Regions from separate parts of the Rattus norvegicus genome. Here region 1 is linked to region 2. The links are chromatin contacts, called in public Hi-C maps. All regions are on one chromosome and are shown on one strand. Each heading gives the region's core, a stretch centred on a gene start, on an enhancer-like site or on the middle of the called end of the contact. The rest is flanking DNA. Distances are from core to core; before and after follow the strand shown. Region 1 has its middle 130 kb from the start of Lnc056. Region 2 holds the start of Chd7 (chromodomain helicase DNA binding protein 7).

Region 1 (3,135 bases), core at 148-2,647, 220 kb after region 2:
TTTAATAAATAAGGCTTTGGGTCGCCATTTTGATTTTCCTCCTGCCGGCCTGAAGTGAACAATCCCCACCCCCTCAACTTGGGTGGCAGGAAGGGAAGAGGTTAAGGGCTTCTTACAATATTCTCTGTTGATCTCTGAGAGGACTCTGCTTTGCTGACCGTAGGTGCTTCCAGTTTAGAATTCTTCTGGGACCCTTGGGCAAAGGTCCTGAAAATTCCTTGAATTGTTTTAGTGACTGGGAAGCTTTGTGGATTTTTACCAATTTGGGAGCAATACTGACTTTTGTGTGCAACAAAAGATCTGAAACTAGGGAAATTTTTTTTTTCTAGTTACCTCCCCCTCTCTTTCCTTTGAAAACTACATTCTGGACGTGTCCTTTTTGGCATCCAAGGTTGCTAAATGAATTGCTGTGGTGTTCCAGGGAGGATGTGAAATATCAAGAGGTTTTAGAGGACAGGCTCCATCTTGGTTGCTACAAGTACAGGGAGGCCCTCCCTGGTAAAGAAGTGACAGGTCTGGGGAGAACTGTCTGCCCCTCAAGCCAAAACTCCTACAAATGGCTGGGTCACTGTGTGCCTTACAAGTGACCAAGTCAGGCCAAAGCCAGTCTCTGTGGTTCTAGGCAACTGTGCTTAGTCACACGGTTAGTGACCCAGTTGTGACAAGCCCTTATTTCCCCTTTCTCTTTTGCAGCACATCCTCTGTGAAAAGGATCTTAACATCTTGCCGGCTTGATTTTAGAAACTGCCCATGTGTACGTGGAAAAGCAAAATTTCGAGGGGGTAGGAAACCGAAGTCAGCCTGTAGATTTAACTAGGCCTGGAGTTGGTTTGCTGAAAGGGAATATATCAGGGTGTGGAAAGTGGAATTTCTCTGACGGCTGGGGAGAGATGCCTTCCGGTTCAAGGATAGCTCGTTTCCAAGGGAGCCTGTGAGAAAAAGAAAGGGGCTTCCTGGTTGCTTTGCCTTGGCCATTTGTAAAACGAAAGTGGGGCTGAGGGAGGGCAGGAAAGGGAAGAAGAACCCTCAGTTTGGAGGTTTGTGTGGGTTTTTTTTTTTTTTAACTTCTTAAAAATAGCATTTCTTACCACAGGGGCACAGGAACTTGTAAATAAGAGCTGCCAGCAACAGTAAACAAATCAGTCTGGGTCCTTCTACCTAAGTCAGTCTCTCTCTCTCTCTCTCTCTCTCTCTCTCTCTCTCTCTCTCTCTCTTTCTCTCTTGTGCAAAACAAAAATTCCCCCCCCCCCTTCGAGGCTTCTTTGCTGGTGTTTGTCCAGGAACAAACAGCCTTTCTATATAAATGGTCTCCAAAAGTTCAGGAACAAAAAAAGTATCCAGTGTCTGAGTACCCACAAAAACGACCTCTGCCGCACAGGAGCTTTTCTGTCATGAATCTGTGGTCTGCTATCAGAGTCCTTTAATTTCTCAGAACAGAGGGCTCTTTGGGAGAAGAAAGGCTGGGGGTGGGGAAGCAGCGACGGAACCGTCTTTTTTTCCCCTCTTCCTTTGCTGTTTTCTTCCAGTCAGCAAGGAGTGCATGACTGGCTCTGATCTGCCCTAGCGTCTTGCTGAGGTGGGAGCCTTGAAGGGTTAAGGGAGGCCACCACCAGTTTCCCTGCTGAGTGGGACAGCTAGACAAGCCCCATCTCAGAGCTGTTCATAGAAAAGAGACACCCCACTCCTGACACCCTTTATCTCCTTTGGAGATTTTCCTTTTTACTGTGTGTTTAAAATGCTTTTCAGTGATGACTGTCTTTTTTAAGCCATAGGTTTCCTTTAACCACTGGGAATCACTTTCAACCTGGTCAAAGGAAAGGAATGTTAGGGATGGGTGGGGTGGGGGGCACAGGACACAGACACTATGACTACTGTTTGAGAGCTTAGAGAAAAAAAATAATTGTGGTTAACTTTTAACAGCCAACCTCTTGATTTTTGATATTTGGCTACTTGTTTGTGGGTTTGAAGGTTTAATTTCATTGAATTCAGTTTGACACACTTTGAGCAGTCTCAACAAAAGCCACGTGCTTCCTCTGGTGCCCAGATCAGGGGCGGGAACAAGATGCACCATAGCTGTGCTCTTCTGGCAACATAATCTACTTAGGAAGATCGAAGAAAGAATGTCTAAATTTCACCTCTTTGGTATTAGAGATCCAATTTACAACATTATCCACGCAAGTCAAGTGTTCTGTCATTGAACTAAATGCCCAGACCTGGATATCCTACTTAGGACAACTTTTGGATAAACATAATGTATTTTTCAGATAAAACTTCAGACAGAAAGCCTTCCTCTCATTGGAGGGAGGGGGCTGATATGTGCACTGAGACTAAACAACAAAGGTATTATATGGGGGAGACATGGTTAAAGCAGAGAGTCGGGGTGGACTTGAGCAGCAGAGGAAGAAGGGCTGTGTTATAGGCCCAGGGAGAAATGGTAGAAGACGGTGCTTTATCTAGCATTTTCTAGTTCTGTGCCTGCTGGAGCTCTCATCGGGACACCGTCAGGGACTCTGCCATTACTGCAGCTCACAATGCCCTGGCTCTGGCCATCTCAAGCCAGCAGAACCTTGAAGGTCCCACACCAGAGGACCTTTCGCTGTCTGCACTTGACATCCGTACTCACCAGAGTCAGGAACTGTAGCAGAGCCAAAAGACAGAGTTCCAGTTTGGGAGGGAAGATGTGGACACGCATATCTTATGGAGCAGAGAATCATGGGAAGAAATGTAGGTATGTGACATGTGAGGAGAGCCACCATAATTTATCTTACTACTATTTACGACCAAGACTAGGTTGTGCCTGTAAGGCAGTCCAGAAATGTGTTTTGCCTTTCTCGAGGTCCTTCTATTCCTCTTGTACCACACTTGGCATTTCCTTCCACTCCCAAATCTGTTCTGTCTTTACTCCAGGGGTTCTGGGGTATCTTGCCATCACCATCCCTGGTCTTCTTCTGTGTCTGGCATCCAGGGAACTGGTACATGCAGTTACTTCCTATGAAGCACACCAAACCACTTAAATTCCTGGGACAAGTCCTAACCTCTCCTCTCTCTTTCCCGACCTTTCTCTTCCTAAACTTGGGTTCTTCATGGACAGGGGTGTTCTCATCACTGATTAGAATAGGGGCAAGAGAAAGAAAT
Region 2 (2,945 bases), core at 321-2,820:
GTTTTGAAACAGATGCATATCTGATTAGTGAGGACCCCCCCCCCCAAGTATCTGTAATAGCCTTACTTTGAGGGATATAAACTTATTGTAAATGGAAGGCTTAAATTAGAATTGTGATTTTTGGTTTATGATTCTGGAGCTATAAAAAGCAGATTTCATAATTTTCAGTTTTTAATGTCAGATTTTTTCCCCTTGTGGTGTTGACATGTTTTCTGCTGATTATCTGTAAACTATTTGATGACTATGTTTCTTTTAAAAATCCAATTTATGGTGAAAAAAAGTCAGAAGCAATGTACTTAAATAAGCATCAGATTGTAAAATAATAAAAAAGAATAAAATTATTGCTATTAGGAAATAAATGTCTAACCGGTTTAGTTGCAGTACAAATGAAACAGTTTTGGCAAATCACTTGTCCAAATAAAAACAGTGTGATTCTAGGCTCAGTAGCAGCACGGGCATCATCAGTGGGTGAGATTGGCATGGTTGATTTTTTTTTCTACGATTTTTGAGTTCAATATCACTTACACAGCTGTCATAGTCGGCTGTATAACCTCCTTCCTTATTTATAAATGAGTGCAGTCTTTAACCTAATAAAACCATGTTGGAGTTTACAATTGTTGGCCGTTTATAAATGATATTCGCTTCGTGTTTTGCACACAAAAGATGCGCAGGAAATGTTTAAATATCTATTACGCAAGAGGAAAATTAATTTTTAAAAATGTCTTCAAGGTTAATATTCATATTGCACTGGAAAGAGAAATGGGCAAGAAGGTCGGATACTCAAACTGGAAGATCATATTTAGTGCCACATTGGCGAGGGAATGATGAAAACACTCCAGTTCTGACACGTTTAAAAATGGGCACACATTCTATTTCTTTGTTTCATAACCACTGCGCTATCCCTTCGTTTTTTGGCACGCTCACATATTCAACCAAAATCAATGCCATCTAGTTAAACTTTTTGATTTAGTGGAAGATCGCGCGGTCCTATCACCGAGGACGTCGGCAAAAGCAAAGTGGTGAGGCAGGAATGGATCTATTTGAAAGGAAAGGCGTCCATCCTAGGTATTTCTTGTGGGAAAATCATCTCAAGTTGAAGGATAATTACAGGAGACACCCAAACACCCCCAGCCTCCTCGGTCCGCACGGCGCTGGACACCCCTCGCGGTGGCCGGGGGTCACTACGGGCTCCGGGCCTCGGCTTCCTGTCCCAGGGCGGCGCACCGCGGCTCCGGGAAGGTGCTGCGCGGAAACGTGGCACCCTCTGGACCCGCGCGGGAGCGCTTGCAGCAGGCTGCCCGAGAGGCTGCGGCGGCCGCGCACCGGGACCGACACCCGCCCGCTGCGCCGGCGCCCGGCAGGACGGGAAGGGGCGGCCGTCCGCGCCGCGCCGCCCCCTTCTCTCGGCCTCTCCGCGGCCTCCGCCACCCCGGCCGAATTCTTGCATAAATTATGCCAGGCGCGCCTGACGTCAGGTGGCGGCGCGCGGGCGCGGGCGCGCCGCGGAGGGAGCCGGCCGCGGGCGCGCGCGGTCCCGGAGGCTCGTGCGCGCGGCGTGCAGGGCGCGCGCAGGCGCTGGCGTGCTGGGGCCGCGGCGGCGGCGGCGGCGGCGGCGGCGGCAGCGGTGGCGGCGGCGGCGGCGGCGCGGGGGTTGAGCCGTGGTGGTGCGGACGCGCTCGTGCTCGGGAACTATCGGATTAAACTTGAATCGAGTGGAATTACACAAAGGAGCTCCGCGGAGGAGGCGGCCCGGGGACCCGGAGACCCCGCAACTCGCCAGAGCCCCGTCCGCGCGCGGCTAACTCCGCGTCCGTGGATCAGCCCCCGGCCGCGGCCGCCGAGCCAACTCCGGAGCCGCTCTGCGTTTTGTTCCCCACGGCGCGCGGCGGCGGACTAACCCGAGCGAACGAGCGAGCCGGTGAGCGCAGACTTCCCCGGCGCCCCCGGGAGGGGCGGCGGCAGGAAACCGCGCCGGCCCGGGCCGCGGCCGCGCGGAGTTGCGAGCGGGGAGTTGGGCGTGTGCGGGGCGCGGGGAGAGGTGCGCGGGGGCCGCGGTCGGCAGGAGCGTAGCGCCGCCCGCCCGGTCGCCCGTGTTGCTGCCGGCGGGGCCCGAACCCGCGGCCCGAGCGCCGCCCGGCGCCCCAACTTTTGCCTGCGTCCGCGGGGCCGGCGGCGGCGGGGGCGCGCGGGGCGGCCGAGGGTCACTTCCTCGCATGTAAATGGCTTTTTGTTGTGCTGCCGGCGTCGGGGGGGACGGGGACAGGAGGGAGCGTGTCTGCGCGCTGGGGAGCGCGAGCGCGTTTCCTCCCGCCGGCACCGAGCACGAGTTGCCGGCTGCGTTCGAGAGAAAAGGGAAGGAGGAAAAAGTTGGGCTCCAACTCCGGCGCGAGCGGCGGCGGGCGCGCGGGCGCGGGGCGCTGAGCGCGGGGCTCGGGGACGGCGGCGCCCCCCGCCTCGCCCCCGCCCCCCGCTCCGGCCCGACCACGCCGCGCTCGCCGGGAGCGGCGGCCGCACCGGCGCGAACAAAGTGCGTCCCTGCGGGCGCGGCGGCGCCAGCCCGCGCGGGGACAGCCACGGGCGAGGTGGGTCGGCGGCAGGGAAAGTGCGCGGGGCGCCGCGTGGGGCGGGGGCGGGGGTGGCGCGAACACGCGGCGCGGGGGGCGTCCCGAGCCCAGCCGGTGGCGGCGGCGACCGCAGAGTTCCGAGCCCGCAGCTAGGGGTTCCTGGGGATCCCCGGCAGCTCCCAAGTGCGCGAGGACGAGAAGAAAGGGAGCCGGGCCGGGGCGAGCGCGGGCGGGCGACCGGGGGACCCCACCTTGCCGAGCTGGCCGGGCCGCCGGCGGCGGCATAATAGCGACTTTAATCCGCGATCCCAACTCGCGTCCCCGTTCCCCTCCCCCCAGCCTGTCGGGGGTCCGGGCGGGGGCGGGGGTCGCCAGGTGGCC

The links. Hi-C and Micro-C count contacts between places; a contact is called where the count stands out from the background.
Region 1: a contact with region 2 is called in a Hi-C map of Schwann cells, with 3 times the contacts expected there. The contact joins the enhancer-like site here to the promoter of Chd7 in region 2. A contact is called at or near these places in 2 of 12 Hi-C or Micro-C datasets (Schwann cells and frontal cortex) and 1 of 1 datasets of contacts at active chromatin or transcription factors (oligodendrocytes).

The regions. Positions count from the first base shown.
Region 1 is chr5:26,832,849-26,835,983 of GRCr8, forward strand. No RefSeq gene overlaps it. Among named protein-coding and RNA genes, the nearest start is that of Lnc056, 130 kb to the right of the region's middle. Within about 2 kb of position 1,398, at least 19 of the 93 cell types and tissues checked have an H3K27ac peak or open chromatin away from gene starts, as enhancers often do. A contact at or near this core is called in Schwann cells, where this site is marked.
Region 2 is chr5:26,607,837-26,610,781 of GRCr8, forward strand. It overlaps Chd7 (chromodomain helicase DNA binding protein 7), which reads left to right and starts at 1,571. Exons shown (of 38, transcript NM_001107906.3): 1 at 1,571-1,918.